Linked DNA regions of Mus musculus: region 1 is linked to region 2. A link is a contact called in public Hi-C data. All regions are on one chromosome and are shown on one strand. Each heading gives the region's core, a stretch centred on a gene start, on an enhancer-like site or on the middle of the called end of the contact. The rest is flanking DNA. Distances are from core to core; before and after follow the strand shown. Region 1 has its middle 29 kb from the start of Gm32830. Region 2 has its middle 27 kb from the start of Gm32776.

What was found. A called contact is a pair of places that touch in the nucleus more often than the background predicts.
Region 1: a Hi-C map of cerebral cortex shows a contact between it and region 2, with 2.2 times the contacts expected there. The contact joins two enhancer-like sites. A contact is called at or near these places in 2 of 484 Hi-C or Micro-C datasets (cerebral cortex and ganglionic eminence) and 1 of 115 datasets of contacts at active chromatin or transcription factors (embryonic stem cells).

The regions. Positions count from the first base shown.
Region 1 is chr12:106,377,811-106,380,510 of GRCm38.p6, forward strand. No RefSeq gene overlaps it. Among named protein-coding and RNA genes, the nearest start is that of Gm32830, 29 kb to the right of the region's middle. Within about 2 kb of position 1,446, at least 29 of the 459 cell types and tissues checked have an H3K27ac peak or open chromatin away from gene starts, as enhancers often do. A contact at or near this core is called in cerebral cortex and ganglionic eminence, where this site is marked.
Region 2 is chr12:106,172,946-106,175,645 of GRCm38.p6, forward strand. No RefSeq gene overlaps it. Among named protein-coding and RNA genes, the nearest start is that of Gm32776, 27 kb to the left of the region's middle. Within about 2 kb of position 1,421, at least 66 of the 459 cell types and tissues checked have an H3K27ac peak or open chromatin away from gene starts, as enhancers often do. A contact at or near this core is called in cerebral cortex and ganglionic eminence, where this site is marked.

The DNA of each region.
Region 1 (2,700 bases), core at 196-2,695, 200 kb after region 2:
GTCAGAGATATTTGACTTTAGGGTACATTTAGTTTATTTAATAGTGGGAGTAAGAATCAGGGAGGTGATAGCAGGGCCTTCAGAGCGCTTTAGGGAGCAGACTGACAGTAGCTTCCTTCCCCGGGTGGTGGTGGCGGCTGTGTGGAGATCCTGGTATCACACTACTCCATTGCAAACCTCCTCAGTAGCACAGGAAAAAAATTAAACATTTACAGAACACATGTTCTTTTCCTCTGGATTTGTGCAAATCCTATTTTTTTTTATATACACAAGAAGTGGAATTCAATTTTAACAAGTTTGCATTGGGCTCATAAGAAAAACAAGAATTACCTCGGAGACTCTATTGATTTGCTCATGTTGCACTGTGTCTTCATCAAGAATGGAGAGATTTATGTAATTACGGCTCCATCTTTTGTTGTCTGGAAGCACTTTTTTTTTTTTTTTTTTTTTTTTTTGTAAGTCAGCATATACAAAGGATGGAAGCGCTTTTATTGTCGAGATTACAAGATCATCGCTCCCCCCTTGTTAAACCGTTTCTCCAATAGGTGCTTTGAAGAAGTCCGCAATTAAGATGGTGTCTTATATTGGAAATGCGCATTTTTAAAACAAAGTATTTACAGGTATTCTTCGGCAGTGTTTTTGTGTGTGTATTTTTTTTTAAACCCATTTATCCCTTCCCCCTTCTCCCTTCAATGCCTCCCATCCCTGCTCTGTCTCCAGACAAGCAGTGCTAACTACTGGCAGCGGCAGGGGTGCCCAAGGAAACCCCCTTTAGCCAAGTGCGGAGGATGCTTTTTGAAGACATTGCTTGACAAACCAGCAACCTTCTGGATTATTCTTCCTTACTGACTTTTCTCTCCTTTGGGATTCACTTGAGCCTGGGTCGCGGTCACTTTGCATTCTTTAGGGAGGTGTGTGTGTGTGTCTGTGTGTGTGTGTGTGTGTGTGTGTGTGTGTGTGTGTGTGTGAACTCAAAACCCATTCTTAACTGCCTTGCTTTTCTCCACCCTGACCAGGGAAGCCAGCATCCAGCCCAAACTGCCTGCCTGCTCAGGCTTTTCAGCAGGCACCGCTTTTTCTCCGTTTGTGAAGCAAAGTCCAGCGGCTTTGTAAAAGACTGCTCGCTCTCCCCGGGAACGGCGGGGAACTCTTTCTTACTTAACAAACACTTATTTCAAGAGAACACCCGCCTTATCAAAACACCGTGAAAGCAGTATTTAAAAAAAAATAAACAAACAAAACAAACAGCCACTCAGATCATTTTGGGGAAGATTCTAAAGTGAATCTGTTTGTCTTTTCCTCTCACCCTCACTATTGTCTATCGCAGGACACCCAGGGACTCCCAGGATGGGTGGGACAGTCACTGGGGGAATCTGTAGCGGGGTCCTTAGCTGGGAACCACGTTTGCCATAGTTACTTCTAACGAAAAGGAGCGCGCTTGGATTTCCTCGCATGCCCTTGCCTTGAGTCCTGCCTTCAGAAGGCTGAGGTTGCAGAGCCTTTTAAATACCGTCTGAAGTTCTCTGAGGGGCAGGCTGCTTCTAGATCATGCCCAGGGACTGGGAACGTCTTTTATCGAGCTTTGGGGCTCTTTAATGCCAGGGAACAAGGGCATCATAGCGGGACCTATGATTCAACTAATAACGCTGAAGGTAGTGGAGTCTCCCAGCCAGCCCGTGTGGGGCAGGTGGGAAGAGAGAGAGCGAGGGGACATCTACACTGCCCCCTAGCTGGAGGCCTAGGAACACAGTAGACAGGGCTGGGGAACATCCAAGTTTACGGTCCTGACCCTTCAAATGACTCCCATTTTTTTTTTTATTATCATTATTTTCAAAAGATGCAAATATGAACCAAATAAGGCAGGGAAACAGGTTTTCTATACTCCTTACCACTGACGCCTCGTCAAACCCATTTCCTTCCAAAAGCCTTTAGTAAGGTAGTGTTTTTCACAAAAAAAAAAAAAAAGTGCAAATTTTGCGTGGCGAATTGGCTTCTTTGGGGGAAAATTTTGACAGAAAGCGCCTTCCTTGGGGAAGGTCAGGAGTCACTGGTATTAAACCAGACAAGCTGGTAGAGGAGTGTTAATGGCCACAGCAAGCAGATGTTCTGTAATTAGGGGAGCTGTGACTGACAAGACTGGAGAGGTACCGTACACGGGCGGGCGGCACAAAGCAGCTGCCGCCGCCGCTTCCCCTGTCACGGGTGTACACAAGTCAGACCAGCCCCCGTGAGGCTGCCGGAGCAGTGACAATTAGAAAAAAATTGTATTTGATTAAAATAAGTAATACATCATGCAATGGATGCTCTGCTTCCCATCCCAAAGAGAGAGGCCCAGGTTGGACTCTGGCAAAAGTGAACCCTGGTTCGGTTCACCCTGGAAACGACTATGTCGTGCTGAGGTTGGTGTTTGTCTGGCCCTGAGAATGAGACTCTGCAAGGAGAAAGGATGCAATCTTTTCCTTGCATCCTTAAGTTTCTGCATTTAAGCAGGCTACAAGGGCTGGCCGTTTGTTTTTATAAATGCATAAATGTGTGTGTGTGTGTGTGTGTGTGTGAGTGTGCTCACGCTTGCTTAGAGGTGAGTGTGGAGTTCAGAGGTCAACCTCGAGTGTTATTGCTTAGGAACCATTTCTTGTTTTGAAACAGGGTCTCTTACCAGAAGCTGGGGCTCCCTGATTCAGTCACACTGGTTGGCCAGAG
Region 2 (2,700 bases), core at 171-2,670:
TTTTATTGTTTTCTGGTGGGGTGGTGGCTATAACTCAGGGGCAGCTCTGAGGTCCAGGGCTGGCTGGACAGTGCAGAGCCCCTCAGAGGACTGCTGCTCTGGGAGGTCTGGAGGTGGCTACGAGGTAGAGGTGGAAGGTTCCTTGCCCCCATCCTGAAGTGAGTGGGAAGGTGCCACCTCTCCACAGACACGGGTGGTCTGGACTGGGACAGGAGAGCGCAGAGTCCCATGCCCACCGCTTGTGTATCGCCTCCTCGTTACTTTGGAGGCAAACAGCAGGGGCCGGGCGCGGAGGTACATATGTTAAATTCACATCAGTAATAAAGATTAAGTAGAAGTTAATAGTGCCTCAGTCATGCTTGTGGGAGTAATCTCCTTTCTGAAAATTCAAAATTAGATTTGGAGGATCGAAGCAAACAGGGGGTGAGACTATGGTGTAATATTTTAATCAAATTGTCATGAATGAGTGGATACAATTAAGAATTCTGTCAGTCAAAGTGCTGGGGCCCTTTTGTTAGTCATTGATGGGAGGGGCGCACTGGGCCATGGTCGGGAGGGAGTACGCTTGATTTTTTTTCCCAGGATCTTTGCTTTTGACCCCCTGGCTGCGTTTTGCCTGTCAAGATAGGCATTTTTAAAGAGAGAGAGAGAGAGAGAGAGAGAGAGAGAGAGAGAGAGAGTGTGTGTGTGTGTGTGTGTGTGTGTGTGTGTGATTGAGGTATGTGTGCTTGCGGGTTCAAACATGACTTTCCATGCTCAGCCTTGCTCCCTGTACACAGCATGAGCATATATACATGTGCACACAGAGACACATGTACGCATACGTGTCTGCGGAATGTGTGTGATGTGTACGTGTGTAGCTTATCTGAACATCTCCGGGCTAGGAGCAGGCTGGAAGAAATAATAAACTTCTTTGCAGAACTCTCGCTCTGTGGTCTGTGAGGTTTATTCTTCAAATTCTCAAGATGAGTGTCCAGGTAGTGTTCGGGGACTCACCGATTGGAGAAAGACCCTGTAGTGCTGGAAGACCGCACCCTGTGATTCCCATATCAAGAGAGCAGACCTTAGGGTAGAGGCAAAGGAAGGATTTAAGCTCAGCACTTCTGTAAACTTTATCCCCAAGAATCCCCCCTCTGCTCTCTTCTCTCTCTGTCTCTCTCTGTCTCCCCCCCCCCTCCCTTCCCTCTCCTCCTTTGCTTTGCAGCTGCTGCGAATGTCCACAGGAGTAGCGTGTGTCCACGTGACTTCTGCGGAGCCGACAGCGTCCACGTTCCTGTGTCGTCCGAGCCGTTTGAGGCAGCAGGTAACGTGACTGACGTCAGGGAATGAGTGAAGTTCGCGTTTGCTAACTTAGCTCAGGACGCTCACCCAATCTCGCAAGCAGAGGAAGCCCCGAGCCAAGCTGCACACGTGACCACCTTCTCTTCAGGGTCCGCAGGGGCCGAGATCTGCTTTTCCTGTCCCATTCACCAGGGATGACACACCAGGCAAAAATGTAGTCCTCTTTCTTCCTATCTCTTCCCATCATCTTCTTCTCCCGCACATAACATTGATTTATTTTTAATTTCGATGCACCGGTGCTGGGGAGAGACACTGGCAAAAAAAAAAAAAAAAAAAAATCCCTTTCCCTCTTCTGCAGCCCTCGTGCGCGGTGTAGGTCTATCTTATTTATCAGTGATTATAAATCAATACGGAGAATGCCGTGCAGCCGGATGGGCCTCCCGAGCCTCAGACTTCAGCATGCATGAATGCAAGGTGTCGGATGAGGAATTTATTAGTTTAAGCAGATTCGAGTTTCTTCTTTTAAAATTTATTTTTCTCCCAGGCAGCTGCGGCTGTCGGCTGCTCCATCTCCCTCTTCAAGCTCAGTGTTTGGGAAACAGACAAGCGCTTTCCACACAGCATGACAATGTGTAATCAGGGTCCCTGCGGTATGCTTTACCTTTGTTGCGGAGGAGGGAGTCGGAGGAACTTGCTTGGGGTCCCTTTCACTTGGGTGAGCATTTGGAGGCCGAAGGACCTAATTATTATTTTTTTTTAAACACTGCCTTTACTGCGTTTGCCTGGGGAATTATTTCAAATCGACTGACAGACCTATTGTGCTAGCGACATCTCAGCGACTGGCTTTTTACACGGAAAACAAGCCTTCTGTTAATTCAGCAATAACACACCCCGCGTGCAAAAATTGCATTAGTGGCTCTAACCCGAGTGCTGAGCGCATTCAGAGGCAAAGCCCTGCCGCGCGACAGGGGTTGAAGGGAATATGCATCAAAATGCCTGGCATTTAATTTCTCCCCCCTTCTTCAGGAATTTAGCCAGTGAAATATAGCTGCCAGTGTCCCAGGCCTTGTGCAAGCTCCCGCAATATGCTCTCGATCAATCAGATTTGCATAACTAAACTGTCTGCGAGCCTGCTCGGCTGCCCAGGTGCAAGGCCATTTGCATATAGAACAGTGAGGAGGTCCCAGGAGTCACTTCAGACCGGAGTGACTGCTGAGCCCGCAGTCCACACAGCCCCGGAAATGAAATTGGAATGACAAAAAGAAAAAAAAAAAGTGCTCGCCTGGAAGGGTGAAATATGCAGGCGTCTCGCAAAGGTTATATAGAGACTGCCAGGCTGGACTCCTGAACCGCAAGACCCATCCGGTCTTCTACAGCCTTGCTGCCAAGGCCACAGGATGATCAGAGTCACAGTGGGGG